Linked DNA regions of Mus musculus: regions 1 and 2 are each linked to region 3. A link is a contact called in public HiChIP or PLAC-seq and promoter capture Hi-C data. All regions are on one chromosome and are shown on one strand. Each heading gives the region's core, a stretch centred on a gene start, on an enhancer-like site or on the middle of the called end of the contact. The rest is flanking DNA. Distances are from core to core; before and after follow the strand shown.

The links. Promoter capture Hi-C pulls out the DNA fragments that hold promoters and counts their contacts. HiChIP or PLAC-seq counts read pairs in DNA pulled down with a chosen protein or histone mark.
Region 1: a contact with region 3 is called in a promoter capture Hi-C map of pre-B cells, with 2.9 times the contacts expected there. The contact joins the promoter of Ddost here to the promoter of Alpl in region 3. A contact is called at or near these places in 2 of 39 promoter capture datasets (pre-B cells and stem cell-derived epiblast-like cells), 2 of 115 datasets of contacts at active chromatin or transcription factors (embryonic stem cells and large pre-B cells) and 1 of 9 other capture datasets (embryonic stem cells).
Region 2: a contact with region 3 is called in an H3K4me3 HiChIP or PLAC-seq map of embryonic stem cells, with 6 times the contacts expected there. The contact joins the promoter of Hspg2 here to the promoter of Alpl in region 3. A contact is called at or near these places in 2 of 39 promoter capture datasets (hippocampal neurons and stem cell-derived epiblast-like cells), 2 of 484 Hi-C or Micro-C datasets (embryonic stem cells and olfactory sensory neurons) and 3 of 115 datasets of contacts at active chromatin or transcription factors (all in embryonic stem cells).

Annotation. Positions count from the first base shown.
Region 1 is chr4:138,301,847-138,306,059 of GRCm38.p6, forward strand. Ddost (dolichyl-di-phosphooligosaccharide-protein glycotransferase) reads left to right here and starts at 2,892. Exons shown (of 11, transcript NM_007838.3): 1 at 2,892-3,192; 2 at 3,309-3,419. The coding sequence starts at 3,033. Kif17 (kinesin family member 17) reads left to right here. Exons shown (of 15, transcript NM_010623.4): 15 at 1-127.
Region 2 is chr4:137,465,749-137,470,338 of GRCm38.p6, forward strand. It overlaps Hspg2 (perlecan (heparan sulfate proteoglycan 2)), which reads left to right and starts at 3,055. Exons shown (of 97, transcript NM_008305.3): 1 at 3,055-3,176. The coding sequence starts at 3,114. It overlaps Gm13010 (a long non-coding RNA gene), which reads right to left and starts at 1,394. Exons shown (of 3, transcript XR_881513.1): 1 at 953-1,394.
Region 3 is chr4:137,794,316-137,798,228 of GRCm38.p6, forward strand. It overlaps Alpl (alkaline phosphatase, liver/bone/kidney), which reads right to left and starts at 2,069. Exons shown (of 12, transcript NM_007431.3): 1 at 1,927-2,069.

The DNA.
Region 1 (4,213 bases), core at 1,642-4,141, 510 kb after region 3:
CCAAGGGAACCTGTGACACACAGTGGACCTGGAGACAGCTGCTGTGCCTAGCCTACCCTTGGCTGGACAGCAGTCCAGAGAAGGTGATTTACAGAAAGCTGCCCAATAAACTGCCTTTTGGAATAAGCGCCCTTTCCCAACCCTCTGATGCTTCCTGGGGCCTGCCCTGCCATCCTGTAGAGAGACTGGGTCACTGCTTGCAGCAGCTCTAGAGGTTCTGTCACCAGCACAAGTGACTATACAAGCAGAACCATGCCTTGCTGAGGCAGAAATGGCCTGGTTTGTAGTGTGTGTATTTGTGTCCATGTATGTATGTATGTATGTATGTATGTATGTATGTATGTATTCATGTGTATGTGTGCATGTGTGTAGATCAGAAGGCAACCTCAGGTATCTTTTCTCAAGGACTCTGCCAATCGAGCTCTCTCTCCAGCTTCTGTGTGTGTGTATGTATATGTATGCACGTGTGTGTGTGTGTATATATATATATATATATATATGTGTGTGTGTGTGTGTGTATATGTACACGTGTGTGTATGTGTATATATATGTGTGTGTGTATATGTATATGTACACGTGTGTGTGTATGTATATGTACGCACGTGTGTGTGTGTGTATATAAATATTTTTTATGGGGGCACATGTGCTATGGTATGCATGTGGAGGTTGGATGGTGACCTGTGGAAGTCAGTTTCTTCCCTCTGCCATGTGGCCCCAGGGATTGAATCTATGTCATTAGGCTTGGCAGCAAGTGTCTCCAGCCACCAAGTACCTCCCCAAACCACCCAAGCACACTCCCCCCCTTTATTGTGTGTGCCTAAGTTGGGGACATGTGTCGTGATGCTTGGACGGAGAGGAGAGAGGCCAGCTTCCAGGATGGCTTCTCTCCATCCACGGTGGCTTCCGGGGATTGAGCTCAGGTTTGTGCAGCAGGTGTGGTTACTGCTGTCCTGCCAGGCTTCAGGGACCCGAACTGGAACTGTGTCCTGACATAGCCAGAAATGAATCCAGGTTGCCATGACAGCCCTCCCCTCTGTATTCCAGCATGACCTCGGTGGGCCCACAGTCAAGGGAGCTGACAGTTCCTCACCACCTCGATAAACGAGAGCTGCACCCACTTCGTGGTATTCTGTGAAGGGTTAGAGTATGTGCTAGCTCTGTACTGAGCTACTCTGCCCTCCTCCTTATACCAGAGACTTTGGTAGGCCTTACTTACTCTTGGGCCAAGGAGTTTTCACTGAAGCAGCCAGGGTACAGGGTCAGACTACCAAAGGCCACTGCAGTAGCACCAGTCAGGGGAGGTTGCTCAGGTTTCTGAGGGAATAAAGCCCCACCCACCACCATGGAAAAGCAAAGATACAGATCTCAGGTGGGAGTCCTGGGGAGGGCGGGCACCTGTGGAGGGAGCTGAAAGGGCAACAGGTGCAGATGGGCAACTCAAGGGTGTGTGCGAAGGTTGGCAGTACTCAGAGCAGAGAGCAGAGGCGGTTGAAGCTATAGGGAGAGGTGTAGGTGGGTACCTTGAAAGGGTGTCCTAACAATGGCACATCCCTAAAGTCAGTGTCACTGAGTGGTGTGGTTGGGCTTCAGAGAAGTTTAGGAACGATAATTATTATATGGAGACGGTCACATCCAGCTGGCCTGGGACTTGCATGTAGCTGAGGACAACTTTGCACTAATTATCCTGATGTTTGTATCTCGAGTGCTGAGGTTACAGCTGCCAGCTGCCATGCCTAGTTTTCTATGATACTGGGCATCAAACCCAGGCCTTCCTGCAATCTAGATAATGCATGCATCTTACCCACTGAAGTACACATCCCTAGACCTCTACGTTTTATTTCTGTCCTGAATCTTGGGTTGGTGTGTGTGTGTGTGTGTCAGAAGACAACTTGCAGAAGGCCGTTCTCTCCTTCCACCGTCTGGGGCCCAGGGATTGAACTCACGACGTCAGTCTTGGTGGCAAACAAGCACCTTTATCAGCTGAACCATCTTGCTGGCACCCCATGTTGGCTTATAGACAATTCCGCTAGGCACCACGCAGCAGCTTGGGTAGCCGCCAGCCAGGTGCGAGCCAGGCGTGTAAGGACTCCTCTCGGCTAACCTGCCTCTCTCCCTATCTCCTATTCTCTCCTCTCTCCCCCCAGATGTTCTCAGCTGGCCTCTTCTCTACCATTCTCTGTTCCCCTTTTCGGTCTCTACCCCGTCCCAAGTCCCCTTCCCTTCCACCGACGATAAATCGTCTTTACACTAGGTCTGTCGCGTGGCTTGATTGTTCAGGGGATCACCTTGGCCGGCCAGCCAAGTTGCTCCCTCCCGCCGCATTATACCAGCTCTCAATATGTGACCCCAGCAGGCCTGGACTCACTATGTGGACCAGGCTGGCCTCGAAGTCACAAAGATCTGCCTCTGCCTCCCACTCGAGTGCTGAAATTAAAAGCACGAGCCACCAATCCTGGTTGTGAAGAGCCTTTTGATCACTAACCTTCTCCTTGGCCATCCACCCTGTTTCGGGCCTGGCCAGAGCCTATTTCCCCACCTCATTGCTCTCAAGAGATAAGGGCCTGCTTCCGAGCCCGTTAGACTAGCGACAGGCGAGGAATTCACCCCTATCTGGTCCTGGTAATGACAACTGCGTCCTGGGGGAAAAGGGGCGGCTGCCTAGGAAACGGAAAATCTGGAGACGCTAGAGGAGAGTTTGAGAGATGTGGCGGGAGCTAGCCTGGGCGGAGGCAAAGGGCGCCCGGCTTTGTTGATTGGCAGCAGCTACGGAGCTGTCTCTCTTGGATTGGCCCTTTTCCATGGGGGAGGCGGAGCCTCAAGTGCGTTTCGCCAATAAGGTACAGAGACTCGGCCTCCGGAGGGCCACTTCCGGTGGCGTTCCCTGCTTCTTGGTCCGTCCCCGCAGCGGCGTGGGCCGCGGGGCCACGGAGTACCCGGACCGCTTCCAAGTGGTACTCCGCCGCTGCGAGCGGCCATTGGGCGGCCGCGAGGGACGCTTCCGGTGCCCAGGTGCTGGCCTGGGCTGCTGGGAGATGAAGATGGATCCCCGCCTCGCCGTCCGCGCCTGGCCCCTCTGCGGGCTGCTGCTGGCCGTGCTCGGCTGCGTCTGCGCCAGCGGCCCCCGCACCCTCGTGCTGCTGGACAACCTGAACGTGCGGGACACGCACTCGCTGTTCTTCCGCAGCCTGAAGGGTGAGCGCCGAGCAGAGCCGAGGGAATGGCCCGGGTTGGGGCGGAGACGGCAGCCCCCTCCGAGGGCTGCAGCAGGGATTCCTCTCCTGACCGGGTTCCGGGTTTCTTTCCTCCAGACCGGGGCTTTGAGCTCACCTTCAAGACCGCAGATGACCCCAGCTTGTCCCTCATTAAGTACGGGGAGTTCCTCTATGACAACCTTATCATCTTTTCCCCGTCGGTGGAAGGTAAGGGCGCGCGTCGCCCCTCGAAATGGGATTGGGGGGGCTCAGGAGACGGCTGTCTTCTTGTTCCTGGGCATGTTCTGGGTCTTGGGGTGAGTTTCGAAGTATAGTAGAGGAAAATGTTAATTGCAGCTTGGGCCTCGGAGATTTCATCCGTCAAAAAGATACAGCTAAGGATAGAGTGCCAAATGTCACCCGTAGACATTTCGCTTCTGGAGAAGGGGGTTTTCTCTAACAAGGGTCCTGATAAAGAAACTCTTGATTTGACTTGCTTGTGTACAAAGATTTGTCACATTATTAACATGGATTGCTGTAAAAAGTCATTCTGCAGGTCATAAGAATACAAATAGATACATACCCATCAACCCTTAAGGCCTGATGGATGTGTTTTGGCTGACCAACACAAGGCTAGTTGGTATTGGGGGTGGTGGGAAATATGCATGTATGTGAGGTTGTGCACACTTCTGTGGACGTGTAGAATCGGGTCACCTACTCTGTCACACTCCTCACTCCCTTAAGCCAGGGTCTCTCACTGAACCTGAAGCTTGCCATTTTGACTAAGCAGGCTGGACAGTGAGCTCTCAGATCAGTCTCTGCCTCCTGATGCTTGGGTAATAGGCACCGCTTGTCATTCCCAGCCCTTACTGGAGACTTGAACCCAGTGACCGACCTGTGGCTGCCTGCTAAGCCATCTCACCAGCCCTCAGAGACTACTGAATGGAGTGAAGATCTGTAACTTACACTTAACTATTTCTGTCTTACAAGGCAGTTGAGTCCACCACTAGACATTTCTGTTA
Region 2 (4,590 bases), core at 1,805-4,304, 330 kb before region 3:
TCAGAGGGAAGCCTTGGTTTTGTTTTGTTTTTTTGTTTTTGTTTTTGTTTTTTTTTTTCCTTATTAGGTTGAGTGCCCACAGAAATAATAACAGAAGTCGGGCGTGGTGGCACACGCCTGTAATCCCAACACTTGGGAGGCAGAGGCAGACAGATTTGAGTTCGAGGCCAGCCTGGTCTACAGAGTGAGTTCCAGGACAGCCTGGAACTACACAGAGAAACCCTGTCTCGAAAAAACAACAAAAAACAAAAAACAAAAACAAAACAACAACAACAAAACAAAAAAACAACAAAAAAGAAATAATAACAGAGCTAAGCACGGTTACACGAGTCTGTAATCCCAGGAAGCAGGGAGGTTGTGAGTTCAAAGCCAGACTGAGCTACATATCAGAAGTTAAAGTATTAAGAGAGTGACCACTTCCTTCCTATTTAGTGTTAGCTATGTGCCTCCCCTCCCCCTTTTTTCTTCTTTTGAGACAAGATCTTAGGTAGTTCAAGCTGGTTTTGAATTTATGGCAATCCTCCCGTCTCAGCTTCCCAAGTTCCGGGATTCTAGGAAAGTACCACTCATTTCTATGGTGCTGGGGATCAAACCCAGGACTGTATGTTATGCTATGCAAGCACTCTACCATTGAACTACATCTCCAGCTTTTGAACTTCCTTTAAGAATATTTATTTTACCTTCAGTTGTGTGTATGTGGGGGGATGTACACAGGAGTGTAGCACCCTCAGATGTGTCATATCCCCCAGATCTGGAGTTACAGGAGGTTGTGAGCTGCCAAGTATGGGTGCTGGGGGGAAAGCCCAGGCTCCCTGTAAAAGATCATTGTTTAAGCAGCATATGTGTGGCGGTCAGAGGACAACTTTGGGGAGTTGGTTCTCTTCTACCTTTGTAGGACCCAGAGATAGAGCTCTGATCTCAAGTTCTCAGACTCGGTGATAAGTGTCCCTACCTGCTGAGCCGTTTCTCTGGCCTGACGCTTCTTTCTTTCTTTCTTTCTTTCTTTCTTTCTTTCTTTCTTTCTTTCTTTCTTTCTTTCTTTCTTTCTTTCTTTTTCTTTTCTTTTCTTTGTTTTGTTTCTCTTTTTTTTTTCCCATCAGTGTCCCTTAGTCCTCATATGCACACTGTGAGAAAGGTCAGCATGGCCCTTGCTTCCTGAACGGAGGCAGACAGTGGAGGCTGAAGGATTTGTTTCGGACTTCACAGCTAGATGGTAGAGGCAGGCTTCTCTGTTGCACTGAGAATAGCACGAGGCAGGATTGTGTCCTCCTTTGTCCCCTTTAGCAGAACAGGGACCACTGAGGACCACAACTGGGCATGCCTTCTCTGTCTGTCCCATCCCCCTGCGAGGAGCAGATGCAGGCCTTATTAGGTGCTATGCTGGGAGCCTGGGCTGAGGCCAGAGTGTTGGCAGGCCCACTTGGATGTACTTTCTGCTCTTCATGCTATGAGTTGGTCCCTCATAGTTATGCCCACAGGGCAGAGAAGAGCCCAGTCTTTTGGAGATGGTGTCTCTGTGGAATAGGGTCAGGATGTCAGTGTTTTCTCAGGTCCCCAAGTGTCTGGCTCCTATCACAGAGAACATACTTTCCGGACAGGGCTGGCGCCATTCAGTGAACTGGGCATTTCCTTCTGTCCACAGCCCACCTAACTCCTGGCTGCAAAGTCTGCTAGGAGTTTTCTGGAACCTAGCAACTCACAGGAAACAATGGAAACTTGGGTTTGTATTTTTTTCTCCCTCTATCATCACTCAAAGGGTTTTCCTCAAAGGCACACACATACTTCAGTTATTTTTCTCTCCACCCATTAGCCTGGGGCTTCCTGGAAATTTTCAGTCAAAAAAAGGGGACCCTGGGTAGGTGGTAAAGACACACCCCAGCTCCAGGCTTGTGTGTCTGCCCCTGGGATGCAGCAGGGTTGCCTCAATGCCAGTGACTTGGCAAGAACACCTGAGACTGAGGCTCTGGAAGAGCCTTGTCTGAACCTGGGTATACAAAGTGATACATCTCTGGGACTGATGTATGTGAATCAGAGTGGGTCTATGAGTGATTCAGATCGTCTGTGGCATAGGGGTAGGAGCACCATCTTGTCCAGTATCACGCACTGGGATGAATGTGTGGAGGAAAAATGTAGAACATATAGGCTGGTGAGTGTGTGAAAAAGCACATAAGCCCTAGCACAAAATGTGTGAGGAACTGGGTGTGTGATTGGTGTGTGATCCAGACTAGAGAGAGAACTCAGTGGGAAGAGATATTTGCCACAAAGCTCTGTTACCTGAGTTGGATCCCGGAACCCACATGCTAGGAGACCATTACTTTCCAAAACACCTCTGAGCTCCACATGTGCACTGGGGCATGTATGTAGGCGCACGCGCGCGCGCGCGCGCACACACACACACACACACACACACACACACACACACACACACAGAGGTACAGAAAACAAACACAATAAATAAAAGCCACTTTATAGCTTGTTGGGATGCTTGAGTCTGTAGAAAGGTAAACAAAAAGGTAAACAGGTACATGGAGTGGATGTGAGCAGCTGAGTGCATGTGAGATCCCCCTCTCTCGAAAACTGCTGTGCACTCCGTGTGGAGCACGTGGTGTGAAGGAGCGGCGTGTGCGGAGGGCTCGAGGCCCTGCCAGGTGGCGTCTCAGTCCTATCCCACACTCCAAGCCACGTCTGGCGTGGAGCCGGTTGGGCCTCATCCCACATCGAGGGGGATTGGGGCCCAGACAAAGGCACAGTCGGCCGCGCCGCTCCTCCAGAGAGCCTAGCTCGCGGCTAGGAGGCGGGGGCCGCCGCTGAGGGGGCGGGGCCAGGTCTTGTTAGGGGCGTGGTCTATATGGTCAGGACGCGTTGCCTCGGGGGCGGAACCTGGTCTTGTGGGGTGTGGCTAAATGTTTGGAGGTGGGGCCTAGGGCTCCTGAACTTGGCGCCTCGGGGGCGGAGCCGGAGACCCGGGGGCGGGGCGTGCACGGGAGGGCGGGGACGGGAGTTGGTTGGGGGGGTGGGGGGTGGGAAAGAGGCGAGCAGTCCGAAGGACTCGGCAGGACAGCGAGCTGGTGGCTGCGGGAGGCGCCGAGCGAGCCAGCGAACGAGGCCGGGCCATGGGGCAGCGGGCAGTGGGCTCGTTGCTGCTGGGGCTGCTGCTGCACGCGCGGCTGCTAGCGGTGAGTTTGCGTGACCGAGGGCCGAGGGCGGGGGGCGCGCGCCAACTTGGCGGGGCCACCGGAGGCTGCTCGGCTGGGACTCTGGCCCGGGACGGCCGCGCCCGCGAAGGACCCTGGGCTGGCACTGGCCAGCGCCACCCTTGCAGCGTGGGGCTTTCCTAGGGGACGTCCCAGGGATCCAGCGTGGAGGTCAGGGGCCGTCCCCGCAAGCGTGGAAATCGGAGGGTCGCCGGCCACGTTGTTCAGGCTCAAAGTCGCCTCTGGGCATGGCCCGGCCTGCAGTTCTGGCGTGTGGGGGGGCTGACGGAGAAACTTCTAGCAGGGTGGGAACTTGGCAGGACAAGGGTATTCCTTTCTGCTGCCAACTTGGCAGAAGGGGCAGTTCATGGTGATGGGTACCCTGTCAGTCGTCGCTGGAACTTTACCATGCTATCCTCTGGGGGGAGATTATGATCAGGCAGTCAAAAGTTAAAACTTGGAACAAAACTAAGCCTTGTGTGGAGCACCCCATGGACCCTGGAGTTTTCTAAGCCATAAGCTAAATCAATCACTGCGTTGCACTGAGCCTCCGTGAGACCTGCAGAGAGCTAGTTAACCTCTGGGAGGTAGTCCCACGTGGGTAAAGGGAACTCAGAATGGGAAGCCTCAGGGCAGAATGGGCCTGGATGGAATGAGTGCTGGGTGCAGCGCTTACTACAAGCCAGCCCAAGAGCAGCTGAGAGTCCCCAGGATTCTTCCACCACCTCCCAAGTGGGATGCTGTGTGTGCTCCTTCAGTTCTGCCCTTACCCTGAGCTCACAAGGGGCCACAAGGAGGAGAAGGGAACTCTTGAGTCAGGAATCCTAAGACCTGGAAGGCACTTGGCAGGAGAGGCCCAGAGGACCTGAGTGACCTCACGGAGGACAGGGTGGAGTTGATGGACCCGGCAGGCAGAGGGTGGAAGATGAGGGTGGGGTACCTCTGGGCCCTGCTGTGGTGAGCCACAGAGCCCAGGTGCTCCTAGACAGTCTCTATCCCTGTTCCCTGTTCTTGGAGCCAAGAGGGTGACTTTTCCAACTAGGCCAGTGTTTACCCAGTGACTGCTTCTCTGTCCTTGCCTGGCTGGCTCTCTATCACCTCTGCCCTCTTGAGTCACTCCTTAACCGCCCACCAGGCTTGACCCTTTTCTGTTTCTGCCACACCCACGTAGCACCTCTCCTCCCCACCCTCTACAGAGCAGCCTTCTCCTCTAACCTTCTGTCTGGCCTCTCACCCCAACACTCAACTGCAGGGCACTGCGGTTGCTCCCCATTCAGCCTGAACTTGTAACTCCTAAGACCGATGTTCCCTTCCTTAAGGCAATGACCTAGACCTGGGATGCTATCTATTCCTGGTCTCCCCTCAGCTCTGCCCCCTGCTGAAGGGCTCCCTCATG
Region 3 (3,913 bases), core at 819-3,318:
GACAGTAAGGAAGGCTGAGTGCTTCCTCCCTGTCCAGCCCATCAAGGAATGGGCAGAGCCTGGGCAAAGGTGGTTGACAGGATCGCAGGGTTCAGAGGCAGTGACATAACCCTGTACACACTGATGCAATCTCTGCTGAGACTGGAGCTAGGGACAGCCACTGCTTTCTAAAGTATGTGAACCCGCTAAACATGTTGCAGGCTGTACAGCATGCTCCCCACCAATAGGGTCTACAGACCAAAGACTTCCAGCTCCTGTACGCCCTCAAGGAGAATCCCGAGCCACCGTGAGAGCAGAGCTGTGGCCAGATCACACAGTTTCACCCCATCTTGTTAGTACTATGTACTGGCTGCTCACTGTGACAACAGTGTGACATCTTGATCCCTTTTTTGGGGGAACTACGTCATCTTCATTCTACCATGTGACACTCAAATTTTCAAAGCCTGAAAAGAATTTATTATGCCAATGTTCGCCTCAATGAGTTGGGTGGGGGGAAGGGGTCGTTATTTACTGTTCCCTTCTCAGCACCTCGATCAGAGTTTAGCGCACAACTGATGCCTGGTAAGTATGTGTGGATCGAAGACACTCACTGTCTGGCCTATCGGGTCTTTTGATTCACTGTAGTCTTAACATATAGATGGGACCATCACTGACATGGCTGCGAACCAGCCCAGACCTGTCTCACTCCACCAGTAGGCTTCTGAGAAGCTGTGTTCTCCCCTAAGGGAACCAGAGACGGTTCAGGAATTGGAAAAGGAGGCAGAGACAGGAGACGGCCAGGGAGTGGGAGAGGAAAGAGCTGACTGGGGAGACCAGAGAGGCTTGGAGGGTGAAGGGCATACTGGGGGGGGGCTCTCCTTAATCTCCTGGGCTGTGGAGAATGGGCAACAGGGTTCAATGCCTAATGTCATTGCCTACATTGTCTAAAACTCTCTGTCCCTATTTGTAGTCTGTCAGGTGTCAGAGCAGTCCTTATCCAGCATTTAATAAACAGTTGCCCTAATTCTCAACCAGACTGAGAATCTGAGGCTGCCTGAGGGGGGGTCTTTGAATTCTTCTTGGAGCCAAACGTTCTTTCAGGCCTGAGAATAATCCCTCTGTTATATGTATGTGTGTGTGTGTGTGTGTGTGTGTGTGTGTGTGTGTGTGTGTGTGTGTGTGTGTGTATGATTTTGAGACCTAATCTTCCTAGAGTGTTAGAGTGGCCTCGAACTCACAGAGATCCTCAGCCTCCAGACTGCCAGCATCTCTCCAGAGTTGCCGCGCCAGCTTTCCTTTTTAATCAGGATTCACAGGCATACCCCAGAGTCCTTTGCAAGTCTTCCTTCCTCAGGCCCATTACGCGTTGAAAAGGATTACCATGGACAATGTGGGAGTAAGAATGAGGTTTTTTTCCTCCGTCTTGGGTCCTGCCGCTGTGACTGTGCCTTTAACCCTTTCTTACCCGCGCTGGGCAAGGCAGCAGCCCCACTCTCACCTGCACACAGCCTGGAACCGTTCACAGGCTCCTTCCGTTTCCTGGGCTCCCCCACTCTCAGACAGACACTAGCACGCGGTCTCCGATCTCTCCCGCCAAAGATCGCAGCACGTGCCTTCTTCCTGCTGCTCCCCAACTACTTTAGACACCAACGGGACAGAGTGCCAAGGGACCACGAAGGGCGCAGCTGTGGACTACGGAGGCGCGTGGGCACCGGGAGCAGGTGCTTAGCACGAGGGTGAGGTCCTGGGTAGCGGCTCAGCGGGCGCCACGTCCATCATCCTGCCAGGCCACAAGAGATGCGCGCGGAGTCCGGAGCGGGAGGTCGTGGGTCCCCAGGGAGCCTGACCTTCCACGTGTCCCCACCGTGGCTGGGACAGTCACTGCGGGACCGGCGGAGCGCGCGCGTGGGAGTCGCGCAAGCCACGGGCGCAGCATGCTTTCCTTACCTGCAGGCACTCGTGGGGAGGGTCTGTTCCGGCTCGCGAGCGGCAGCCCTAAGGAGCGCAGTGGCGGGAGCGTACTCTGGCGGCCACCTCCCCCGCCTGCTTATGAAGGCGGCCTGGCCGAGCACCCGCCGGCCTCCCCGCCCCCGGCCGCCCCGCCCCCGGCCCGCACCCCGAGCCCCAGGCGGGTGCCTCTGCGTTGCCAGGGCGCCCCCTGCCGGGAGCGCGGCGCTCGACCCGGCCCGTAGGGCTGCAACAGGCAGGGTAACCCGCCTTGCCTCTCTCTTTCCCTGCGGCTCATCCTGGCTTCAGGGTGCAGCTGGCTTGTCTTTAGGTTTGATTTCTCTGTAGGAGACTTTGTCCCTCGATGGTTGTCTTCCTGTGCCTGACCCTGCGCGTCTGTGAACCCACCTGGCTCCTTTTTTCTGTGCGTCTTTCTGCCTACACATCCTTGTCCGTCACCATGTGCACCTCTGAGCCTCACACCCTTACCCCTTTCCTATCCACTTTCTCTTTTGCCCTTAACTAAGTCAGTAGGAAGCAGAAGGAGACCCCTTGGACAGGGCCCTCCCTCCCTAATATCTGAAGAAACAGGGACTCAGGACATTCTGTCTGTCCCAGCCAGAAGCCCCAGGACCTGCCCGGGGCAGACCACTTCCCAGGCAGTGGAGCCAGACTGTCTAGGCCCACAGGCCTGCTCTGGTGACTTCGGGGGACTGGCCAAGGCTCTATAACCCGCAGACACTATCCCCTGGTTTTTCTTCCTTCACGTTATTGGGAGAGTTATAAGAGACCGAGTTTGGAACATGCACAGGAAACAAGGAAAGGCAACCGCTGGGTGCCAGTGGGCCTTATCCAGTTCCCCAAGGGCCACCACCTCCCTTCCCCTGAAAGCCAGTCTGGTTTTGAAGTCTCTGATTCGTTTCCTACTGTGAACTCCTGGAGGTAGGTTTGAATGCCACCACCATTTGAATACTTCCTCATTTCCTCCTAAGAGGAGGGTCTTATCATCGCTACTGAAGCTGACAAAACCCATCTGTACCTCTAATCCCCAACAGCCAGAGATTTGAAAGCAAAGATCAGGTTTCCCTGAACTCCATCTTCCTGGGCACCTAGGATTGATCACTTCTACCCTGAAGTTCCGTCTTAGGTCCAGGCATCTTCTATATGAGCTCTACTATTGAGCCCATTTTACAGGAGGAAAAGCAAGGCCCAGAGACAACATGTGACCTCATCGGTAAGTTCAGGGCCGGAACTGGAGCCTGATGCCAAAACCCAGGAATGCCTGGGTTTGTTTTCATTTGTTCTTGTATTTTAATAATTAATGCTGTTTATTTACAGCGGTGCTAGGAAATTTCCCTTGAGAAATAAGTTTATGTTTTTACAAAGTGAGACCAAGTATTGGGTAAATTACTCCTTATTTATGTATTTCATAGCAAGGTCATAATGGCAAAAGCCATTGGGGCGGTGAATAAATGAAACTTTGGTCATTTCCCGGCAGTCCTCGTCTGTAAGGAGCTGAGAGTTAAGACAGCAGTGAGCTCAGAACACAGCACTTGGCAATTACTTGCTAGCTAGCGCCAAAGGGCTCAAGATGACAAAAGGCTGGAGATTGTATCTGTGTGCCGAGGGACATCCGCATCATAAATGATCCCCCTTCCCAACATTGGCAGAGCTGAGAAGCTGAAGCAGCAGGCGCTGAAGGCTGAAGGGTCCTGTCTCTTACCACGGAGCCCCTCTCCTCTGCCCCCAACACCACACATGGAGAATGAGCAATTCTGGCTTGACTTATGGCTAGCCTGAGTCCATTGTGTCTTCATGGAGAATCGAAAGCACTCTCCAAGGGATCGGAGTGGCTGCTGATCTCCTTCTGCCACCTTCTTCGCTACACTTTCCCTGTTGTTGGTCTCTGACCCTCTAGAATTCAGTTGAAGAATTCAGCTCAGTGGTACAGCATTTGCCTATGTGCAGGAGACCCTGGGTCCCAGAT